Linked DNA regions of Pan troglodytes: region 2 is linked to region 1. A link is a contact called in public Hi-C data. All regions are on one chromosome and are shown on one strand. The core of a region is the stretch at or near the end of the contact, and the rest is flanking DNA. Distances in the headings are between cores, read along the strand shown.

Region 1 (5,571 bases), core at 1,494-3,993:
TAGCCGTGGATGAGGCTGTAGGAGAGAGCTGCCTGCCTGACAGAAGCTGTGGCTTTTGGTAGAGGATGGCAGGCACTGCAACCTCTGGAGAGTGGGGAGAAATCACGGGAATAAATGTGCTGGCCTCATCCTAGTGCCAGCTTATCTTACTCCTGTGCCTCCCATTGGCCAAACTTAATAGGAAGCCACGTCTGGTTGGCATAGTCAAAAAATGCCATCCTTGGCCAGGTGCAGTGGCTCACACCTGCGGTCCCAGCACTTTGGGAGGCCAAGGCGGGAGGATCACTTGAGCCCATGAGTTCAAGACCAGCCTGGGCAACATAGTGAGACCCCCATCACTAAAAAAAAAAAAAAAAAAAAAAAAAAGCCATCCTCGTGGCACACAGAGCACAGTGTAGAAGGGTGGAGAGTGGATCCAGAGGGGCGAAGAGTATATATAGCAAATCTCTATGCTCCTAAGCAGGCAATTTCATCAGCATCAAGAAACTTTATGTTTTTTTTTCTTTACGGCCAGGCGCAGTGGCTCATGCCTGTAATCCCAGCACTTTGGGAGGCCGAGGCGGGTGGATCACAAGGTCAAGAGATCGAGACCATTCTGGCCAACATGGTGAAACCCCGTCTCTACTAAAAATACAAAAATTAGCTGGGCATGGTGGTGTGCACCTGTAGTCCCAGCTACTTTAGACTACAGGCATGCACCACCATGCCCAGCTAATTTTTTTGTTTGTTTTGGTAGATATGGGGTCTTGCTATGTTGCTCATGCTGATTTTGAACTTCTAGCCTCAAGCAATCCTCCCAACTTGGCCTCCCAAAGTGCAGGGATTAGTGAGCCACTGCACCCACCCGGCAGTAAACATTTTTTTGAGCACAAACCATGCACAGCCATTTTGCTGTGTACCAAGGATAAAACGCAGAAATGGATTTTCAGCAACCTGGTAGTCCAGCTGGGAGACAGAAGCAGAAGTGTTCAGGGAAGGCTTCATGGAAGAAGTGGGAATGTGAGATGGGGTGGAGGAGGGGATTGGAGGACAGGTGAGCAGAGCGCTGGGAGTACTTTCCTTCACTGTAGCAGAATGTCATTCAGCAACGTGATCCAACCCAAGGTCAAGTTTCAGATCTTCCATCCCTGAGATTTTACATAATAGGCATGGTTAAAGATCCCCATGTGACTGTAGCCATGTGACTCCACATATTATGTCCACCTCACCTGGGAAGGATCAGTTTACCTAAATGTCATTCCTGCTGGGTTCTCTGAATGACAGCTTTCTTCCAACTCCAAGAGTGATGTCCTAATTAATCAAGCAATCCATCAATAAAAATTCACCGGCCTCATAAGTAGAAGGCACTGGGAACTTGGGCTACACCTCTTCAGAGCACCTCTTCTTCTCAATGAACTCACATTCTAACAGAACAGAGATATGTAGAAATGATTAAAGTGTGTTTGGTAGGAGGTGTAATGGAGGTACGAGTAACGTTCTGGGAAAATGCAGTGGAGAGAGTGACTCATTCCTAGAGGTGTTAAAAAAAGGCTTCAGAGAGGTAATATTTGCACTGCAACTCCATTAATGAGTAGGACTTGCTAGGCAGAGGAGGGAATTCCTGGCAGAGGACTTGAAATGTGTGGAAACAGCAAGAAGGTGAGAAAGGATGGTGAAAAATTAAGGGTGGCCAGAGCCTAGGATGGCAGTAATTGAGTCTAGTGGAAAAGCTGTGGGATGGTTTAAAGGGATATTATAGCTCCAGTTAAGGAGTTCACCAGTTAAGCAGACAAATAAGGAACCAAAGATGTTCTAACGCAAGGGAGGGACACAATGAGCTTCTTTTTGGAAAGGCAATTTTCTAGGAGGAGATGGCACTGTTCAAATGCAAGCAATAGGACCTGAGACAGGGATCTGTTCCTCTGCTCCTCTCGGGGCCCCACCCCACATCCCACCTCCTCACCTCCCCATCCCCATCTTTCTCCAGAGAACAGTTGTTATTTGAAATCTGTTACCATCCTGATTTTGCAACTAAAGAACGAGGCCAAATAAATGAGCTTATTTCCTCTTCTAGGACAATGTGGGTTGAACACCCAGGAGGACATTTCCCCTTCCTCCAGTTTTTACCCCATTCCCAAATTTGACGACCGAGAGAATGAGATGAAACCTTAAGTGGAACAGCCAGTCTGTGGGACTCAGGACCTGCCAATCCTAGAGGAACCAGCCAACCCCAGAGCTTGTCAGTTTCCCCAGGGCTCGTTCCACATTTTGTGACAATTCCCCCAGGTCTAAGCTGAAAAACACCAAAAAATAGGCCAGCTCTTTTCCATTTAATTAGCCATTCCTCCAAGGATGCCAGGTGGAATGAAGTACGAGCAGATGCATGGGGACAAGAGAAGGCGGGAGTAGATGCTAAATGGGGTTCTGTGAGCCCAGGCTCACCTCTACCAAGGCTGCTTCTTAGAATAAGGAGCTCAAGAGGCAGACGAAGGGGCTGCAGCCTTTGGGCTTGCAAGCCAAGGGTTTCAGGCACTGGGCACGGAGGGGAGCCGGCATGGCCAGTGAGGAGGCCAGAAGGGTGGGAGCAGGTGCCGTGGGAGCAGGTGCTGGGGCAGCTGTGCAGGGTCTCTAGGGCAGGAGGAACCGCTGCTTCCTCCGCAAGGGCGAATGCAGGGTCGCCTGGGGCTCACCCGCCCTAGTCCGGCTCCTGTTTCAGGGCTGTGGGCAGCCAACAGACCACACCGGCAGCCTTGTGATAGCAGCCAACTGAGGTGCTGGAGTCTATTTTTGGAGCTCTTAAGAGTAGGGGGAACTGCCAGCTGCCTGGGACCAGATGATCTCTGCAATGCCTTCCTTATCTAAAACAGGGTGACGCGTGCTAAGCAAATGCAGGCAGCACTCGGGCAAGGGAGAGAGAAAAAGACCCCTTAGAGCCCTGAGGGTCTCTCACCCTTAGCAAATACCTCCTTAGCGCCGCAGAAAGACCACCGATGTGGAGCAACTACCCCACCTGGTGGTGAATATCGGGATAAGATTACACAGGGGCAGCTTACTTGGCCCTCACTTGGTCTTGCAATTTCTCCCCCAAGTCTCCGAAAGGTGACTGGGAGCCTGCGGTGTGAGTCCAGGGTGATTCCTTTTCTTTCTAGCTTCCTTCTTTTTCTCCTGTTTGCAGTTATGGTCCCTAGCCAGAGGCTTTCAACTTTATGGATCAACATGGCACAGTGGAGGAAGCATTGGCACTGTGCCCTGAATCTGAGTTTGAATTTCTTTATTTAAGCCTAGCTGTTCCCATATCTGTAATTTGGAGATGATGCTAGAGGCACTGTCTGCCTCCCAAGGAGGCTGTGAGATCCAATGTGAACCACTAATCACAGACCAGGAAAGAGGGATGCTTCCTGGTCCCACGACCCAGTTAGTTCCATTGCTGGCTAGGGTGATCTTCCCTGTCAGAAGCCAGCATCACTGTCACCCATGCCTGGTCATGAGATACCCCACAAGGCTCAGCTCCTCGTGGCTGCTAGGTTCTTTCATTCTGGTCAGGAAGTCACCTTTCCAGCTGCCTAGGCTGATGGCCAGAGGAGGACGGGATGACATAGTGATTACGGCACTCAGGCTGGAAAGACATAGGGAGGAGTCGTGGGCCTATTTGTTGTTGTTGCCACTTAACAGTCTTATTATTGACATTTATTTTTAGGTATCTTACCGGATATTTCTTTTATGCACTGTGACTCTTTGTCTATCAGATGCTGGATTTTGTTGGTGAGACACAAGACAGACAACAAATTCTTGTTCTCCCTAAGGGAGATACTTCGCCCATGCTTGTGACTCTCTTTCCACAGGTCAGTTAGTGGAGCTTTTGCTATAGCTTCTTTTCTTTTCTTTTTGTACTGCTGGCTTAAAAACAAAAATGAAGTGAGTTGTCTGAATGGTCTGAAAGGTCAATTCTTTGGGAGCAATGTTGCACTGTGTGTTTAAAAGTTATTTTCAAGAGTTTTGCTAGGTGTACCTCAATTTTTTTATTGTGGCAAAATACAACACGAAAGTTACTATTTTAATGATTTTTACATGTACAATTCATTGGCATTAAGTACATTAACAATGTTGTGCAACTATCACCATCATCTGTCTCTAGAACTTTTTCATCATCTCCAACAGAAGCTGTACTGGGCTGCCACTATTAAAGAACCATAAAGAAACTATTAGCTTCTTTATGACTTAAGCCACTGCTAATTATCTTTTCAACTGCACGCATTCTCTCCTTCTGGTCTCCCTAGACTGGGCACAAGAGTAGTGGCTACTGTGTTCTGGCTCCTTCTCCAGGAGAATTAATCAGATAATACAGCAGAGAAGGGGGCTGGGGCTTCCTCGGTTTCCTATAGTTGCTGAATTCTTTGGCAAGAGGGGTGCCTCCAGGGGTCCTGAATGTCTCTCCCCAAATCAGAACCAGAGCTGACCCATAGCTTAGCTCTGGGCCTGATGTATAATGGGCACTTAATAAAGATTTGTTTGATAAATGAATCTGGACAGATAGATTTGCCATCCCTGGAAAAAGAAACTTTATGGCTGCTCATAGTCACAATGAATTGACAAGGACATGCACTTTGGGGTCAGAAAGATCTGGGTTCACATGCTGGCCCTATTCCTTACTAACTATGTGGCTCATTTGTTGTTGTTGAGCCACAAAATAGGAATAACAATTCTTACCTTATGGTGTGCAGTTTGAATGAGGCACTGTACATGAGGTACTTTACCTTAGAGTAGTAGAAGCTCCATGATGTTAGTTCTGTCTCCCTTCCATCTACTAGAAAATCTCACAGACGCATCTCCAGAAATGACTTTCTCTTCTCAATGCCAGTTCCTTTTCCTATTGCCTCACTTATTGTCAGTTCCTAAGAGTGAGAATCCTCCCTATTTTCTGAACTCTAACCTTAGCCCTTTCAAGTTAGGATTCTAATGCTGTTAAAATGTGAAAGGGAAATGATACTTTCTTTGTATTTTGAAATTGAGCCTCCTCAATTTCTATTTTATTGGATGGATTTGTGTTTTCTTTTCTCTTTTCTCTCTCTCTCTCTCTCTCTTTTTTTTTTTTTTTGACATGGAGTCTCACTCTGTCACCCAGGCTGGAGTACAGTGGTGCCATCTTGGCTCACTGCAACCTCCGCCTCCTGAGTTCAAGCGATTCTCTCACCTCAGCCTCCCAAGTAGCTGGGATTACAGGTGTGCGCCATTACACCCAGCTCATTTTTTTTTTTTTTTTGGGACAGAGTCTCACTCTGTTGCCCAGGCTGGAGTGTAGTGGTGCAATCTCAGCTCACTGCAACCTCTGCCACAGGTTCAAGCAATTCTCTACCTCAGCCTCCCCAGTAGCTAGGACTACAGGTGTGTGCCACTACACCCAGCTAACTCTTGTATATTTAGTAGATACAGGGATTCACTATGTTGGCCAGTCTGGTCTCGAACTCCTGGCCTCAAGTGATCTGCCTGCCTCAGCCTCCCAAAGTGCTGGGATTACAGGTGTGAGCAACTGTGCCCGGCTATTTTTTTGTATTTTTTAGTAGAGATGGGGTTTCGCCATGTTGACCAGGCTGA
Region 2 (5,569 bases), core at 2,539-5,038, 52 kb before region 1:
ATTCTTCTGGCATAAAAGAGGTACTCTTAGCCAGGTGCGGTGGCTCACGCCTGTAATCCCAGCACTCTGGGAGGCCAAGGCGGGCAGTTCACTTGAGGTCAGAAGTTCGAGACCAGCCTGGCCAACATGGTGAAACCCTGTCTCTACTAAAAATACAAAAATTAGCCAGGCGTGGTGGTGCACACCTGTAATTCCAGTTACTCAGGAGGCTGAGGCAGGAGAATCACTTGAACCTGGGAGGCAGAGGTTGTAGTGAGCCGAGATCATGCCACTGCACTCCAGCCTGAGCAACAGAGTGAGACTCCATCTCAAAAAATAAAAAAAGAAAAAGTTTGAGTAGCCTATAACATGATCTGTCTTGTCCTAGTTTCCTAAATTCAGCTTATTGATTTACAGTATAGCACATGGTGGTTCACAAAATACTTTCACAACACTTATTTAAGCCTTACAACAGGGCCAGAGGGGCCCAGAGATCTTGTGTGGAACCAGCCAAGTGAGAAACATAAAACACATAGGGGAAAAATTCCATTTTTCAACCACAAAAACACAGGAAATGGGTAAGTTTATTACATCAGTTGGCTTTTGCTAAGTAGGTTTCAGCCAATAGCCAGAATATAGGAGAATCCTCTTACCTGCTCCCCCTACCAGTTTCTCGAGCACCAGAGGCCATGTTGTAAAGGTTGGCAGAAGATCAGGATAGGACCACAGCGTGTACACTGTACAAAAAGAGATCCAGAAAACACTACTACCAAAAAGCCAATCTTCTAGAGAAATGGAAAAACCTAACACTATGGTCACTTTAATTAGAATACAGGAAAGAAACTCAACTCAAAGCTAAAGAGAAGGTTGTAAGGGGATGCCCAGAGAGGTTTCATTTTTGAGGAAGGAAAAAACCTAAGAAACTGAGTGTCACTTGAGATTTGGAGGCATCCGGATTGCAGCAGCAGAAAATGGTCACAGTGGACAAAAAAGTAAGGGCAGAGAACCAATGAAGCTTTTATTTACGGCTTCAGAAGCAAGTAGCCTAAGAACAGGAAGCCAGCTGTATAAAATTTGGAAACTTTCCCATGTTTATCATTTTTATCCCCTCTGTTTCCATAGTGATTAGCAGCAAAAACCCCTAGGTCAAAAAGCATTGTGGTTGTCTTCAGGTACAGCAAGGAAGTGAGATCAGGGGCAGGAGTGGCCTAAGGATATTGCATTGCACTATTGCAGACAACCCTGGAGGATGAAAAGCCCCAAGTTACAAAGTAGGTATCAGCAGCTATGGAAAAGAGAAAAGGAGACTGAGTCCCTGAGATTTGTGACAGAGAAGGCAAAGAATCCTAGAGAGCCACTCACAGCCTAAAAAATCCCTGTGAGACCTATGGTTAAAGTACACCATGAAAACAGCTGGATATGTAGCTTATCAATCCAGCTTTATTCCTATCACAGTATATCTTTTCAGTATTTTAGGAAAATCCTGCTACAGATAGTTTTAAGAAACATTTTTTAGGCTGGGCACCCTGCTCATGCCTGTAATCCCAACACTTCGGGAGACTGAGGCAGCAAAATCACTTGAGCTCAAGAGTTCAAGACCAGCCCGAGCAACATAGTGAGACCTTGTCTCTACCAAAAATTTTAAACGTAGCCAGACATGGTGGCATATGCCTGTAGTCCCAGCTACACAGGAGGCTGAGGCGGGAGGATCCCTTAAGCACAGGAGGTTGAGATTACAGTTAGCTACGATCACACCACTGCACTTCAGCCTGGGTGACAGAGTAAGACCTTGTCTCTAAAATATATATATATTTTTGGCCAGGCGCGGTGGCTCACATCTGTAATTCCAGCACTTTGGGAGGCCGAGGCGGGCGGATCACGAGGTCAGGAGATCAAGATCATCCTGGCTAACATGGTGAAATCCCGTCTCTACTAAAAAATGCAAAAAATTAGCAAGGTGTGGTGGCGGGTGCCCGTAGTTCCAGCTACTCGGGAGGCTGAGGCAAGAGAATGGTGTGAACCCAGGAGGCGGAGCTTGCAGTGAGCTGAGATTGCGCCACTGCACTCCAGCCTGGGCGTCTCATGGAGACATGCCCTGAAATTCCATCCTTTTCAAGACCTCTGCTCTATTCCTAGTCAACCCACTGTAAACTTCTCAGCCGCTGTTCCTTCATCTCAGAACTTCCCTTTGCAACCACCCTTACTTACTATGTCAGCCCTTTTTTTAATCCCTCCTATAGTGGTTTTGCATAAGAGAAAACCTTTTGCATCCTAGAATTGAAAGACCCAATTCTAGGAACACCAGGTCCATAAAGATCCTTGGGGATGGTATTGGGAGATTTCGTGCTTGCTTATTTTATGGGAGACAATGGAAGAAACAGAGAGAAGCAGATGTTAGGCAAGAACTACCTAATGGTAATGGCCATCTTCGTCCTGTTGTCATACCTGTTGGATACAGATTTTTCTCCAGTTCAAAGAGGATGGGGTTACCACCACTCACGTACACAGTCACTGCATCCCCTTTGTGAGCATACAACTTCACAATGTTGAGCTCCTCCTTTCCAGGTACTAACTCAGAGACTTGATCAGTTCCAAGGGTGGGGAAAGTAGTTGTCACATCAGCTCGAAGCTTTCTCCTGTGGAAAGCACACCAGCACTGTGAATGCTGCCTGGACAGACTTTTAATAAATATCAAGAACGAACTCAAAAGTGCTCACTATAAAATCACAAGGGCCAAAGAAAGATTGCCTGGTTTATGATGTCCTAGTCTCACACACACTCTTCTGAAACATCCTAAACTCTTTTTCATCCATTGTCATCTATTTTCACTCATTCCTGGGGTATGCCTTCCCATTTTATGGGTGGGAAAACAGGCCCAGTGAACAATCCAAGTTAGCCTGACACAGGAAACAGCCCTGCCTTCCTGACCTCATGCCTAGCCCTTGGGCCCACTCCTTTCTCATACATGCTTCGCAAATATGCCAGTTTATGATTAAATAACTATGCCATGAGACCTATAGACAACTATAAAGCACTGGTTACAAAATTCCAAACACAATCTCCATTTGTGACCCTGTCTGAACAGATACAGTTCTTCTTACCACATGTGCCTTATTCCCTCCCACCTGTTTCCAGCTGTCTCTCCTGCCAGAATTAATCACTAGTCATTTTTTTCTCTTATACTTTTAATTCTTGGTATCCCATCCGATCTCTCCCAAGGGGCATTAAGCTCTTTGGAGGGCAAGAATTCTGTATTCCTTCACTTCTGCATTCTCCACAACACCTTAAATAGTCTGCAGTCAGTAAACGCTGACTTAACTACGTTTTCTTTTAAACTCACTAGACTATCCAAAAGAGAGCCAGGTCCCCCTCCATCCTCACCTCAAAATGTGTCTAACCCACCCTTGCCTCCTGGGGTCCCTTCCCTGGCATACCCCTCGGCCTCCACCCGAGGATGTCGGCCAAGAATAGCGAGGGCTATGGGCCAGCGGGGCCCAAGAGGTGTCTGGTTGTTCCGTGGCAGAGCAGGCCCCTTTCCTCCCTCACCTGTCCGACCCCTTGATGGCCGTGTTGGACTTGACCCGAAAGGCCTTGGCAAACATGTCTGCTGGGGTGGCCTGGGGAAGAGAGCACAGAAGCCAGGGAATGTCAAGAAAGCGAGGGCGCAGCAGCTGCCAGGCCCTCAGCCGTGGGGGCAGCCATGCTGGGGCCCGGCCGCGAAAAGGGCCCGGCTGGAAACCAGGGCCGCGCAGCTCCGTGTCCGTTGCCGCTGGGGAGGCCGCGGCCGCCCCCAGTGGCGGTACCTGGAACTTTTAAAGCAGGGCAGGGAGGGGCAGGGCCCAGGGAACGCCCCTCCCCCGCCCACCGTCACATCCCCTCGCGGGCCTGGCTCTGCGCCTGCGCGAGCAGCTCGGGTTGCCCCTCCGTGGCGACTTGGACACTCCAACAGCTGTTCTGTTTATTTCCTTCCACCCCATCAGCCTTAGGAACTGCTTTGAGTAGAAGCTCTCTGCAAGCTCCCATTCCATTCGGTTCGGTTCAATTCCGCAAAAATAATTGAACTGATATAAACATGAGTTCAGGCTTCGGCCGGGCGCGGTGGGCCAAGCCTGTTATCCCAGACTTTGGGAGGCCGAGGCGGGCGGACCGCTTAAGCCCAGAAGTTCGAGACCAGCCTGGACAACATGGCGAAACCCCATCTCCGTAAAAAATACCAAAAAAAAAAAAAAAAAAAAAAAAAAAAAAAAAAAAAGGAAAAAGAATTGGGAGGCCGAGGTGGGCGGATCACCTGAGGTCGGGAGTTCGAGACCAGCCTGACCAACATGGAGAAACCCTGTCTCTACTAAAAATACAAAATTAGCCGGGCATGGTGGAGCATGCCTGTAATCTCAGCTACTCGGGAGGCTGAGGCAGGAGAATTGCTTGAACCCGGGAGGCAGAGGTTGTGGTGAGCCGAGATTGCACAATTGCACTCCAGCCTGGGCAACAAGAGTGAAAGTCCGTCTCAAAAAAAAAAAAAAAAGAAAAGAAAAAAGAAAAATTCAGCCGGGTGTGGTGGCGCATGCCTGGGGAGGCTGAGGCGGTAGGATCGCTTGAGCCCAGGAGGCAGAGGTTGCCGTGAGCCGAGATCGTGCCACTGCACCCCAGCTTGGACAACAGAGTAAGACTCCGTATCAAAAAATAAAACAAACAAAAAAACCTCGAGGGCTTTTTGAATATTTTTCTTTATTTTATTTTATTTTGTTTACTTGGAGACAGGGTCTTGCTCTGTCACCCAGGCTGGAGTGCAGTGGCGCAATCTCAGCTCAATGCAGCCTCGACCTCCCGGGCTCAAGCGATCTGTCTGCTTCAGCCTCCCGAGTAGCTGGGACTACAGGCGGGCACCACCGCACCAGGCTAATTTTTGTATTTTTTGTAGAGACAGGATCTCACCTTGTTGCCCCGGCTGGTCTCAAACTCCTGAGGTCAAGAGATCTGTCCGCCTCGGCCTCCCAAAGTGGTGGAATTACAGGACAGGTGTGAACCACCAAGTCAGGCCTGAATGTTTTTCTTAAAGACATTCTATGATTAAGGTCTATTCATTGTACTATAAGCTAGAAGCCTCAGCTAGAATTTTCTGTAAGATTTTTCTCATCCCGGATTTTTAGTTTACTTGGGTGGTAATAACAGTAATAGAGAATTCACTGTTGTCCCAGATTTGTCCCAAAGTCACACAGGCAGGGAAGAAAAATTAGGTTTTCCTCAAAGGGACAGCTGTGTTCCCTGGAGACAAGGATTTAAACACCTGGAATCCTGGCTGTTTGTAAATTAAGTCTTGCATATTAAAATTACATTAAGCAATTTAAGTAATAAAAGTAAATTATGTTTTGCATATTAAAACTTCCAAGTGTCCATTCACCAATAAAAAATCCCAATTGATTCAGTGACGCAGTTGCACAAAGGAGAATTCCACACTGGCTTTCCAAACATTAGGCCTTCTACAATGTTTGCCCACCACCTATAGTGGCCTAGGGACCAGCCCCAACTCCTCCTAAACCTGTGACCCACTAGGCCTTTATTCTGAAGTATCCCAGCCACCAGGCCAATGTCA

The links. A called contact is a pair of places that touch in the nucleus more often than the background predicts.
Region 2: a Hi-C map of blood shows a contact between it and region 1, with 4 times the contacts expected there. The contact joins the promoter of EIF2D here to the enhancer-like site in region 1. A contact is called at or near these places in 2 of 7 Hi-C or Micro-C datasets (blood and stem cell-derived neural progenitor cells) and 1 of 1 other capture datasets (stem cell-derived neural stem cells).

Annotation. Positions count from the first base shown.
Region 1 is chr1:42,420,298-42,425,868 of NHGRI_mPanTro3-v2.0_pri, reverse strand. No RefSeq gene overlaps it. Among named protein-coding and RNA genes, the nearest start is that of MAPKAPK2, 21 kb to the right of the region's middle. Within about 2 kb of position 2,743, at least 7 of the 24 cell types and tissues checked have an H3K27ac peak or open chromatin away from gene starts, as enhancers often do. A contact at or near this core is called in stem cell-derived neural stem cells, where this site is marked.
Region 2 is chr1:42,472,963-42,478,531 of NHGRI_mPanTro3-v2.0_pri, reverse strand. EIF2D (eukaryotic translation initiation factor 2D) reads right to left here and starts at 3,788. Exons shown (of 15, transcript NM_001202487.1): 1 at 3,526-3,788; 2 at 2,425-2,615; 3 at 633-716. The coding sequence starts at 3,581.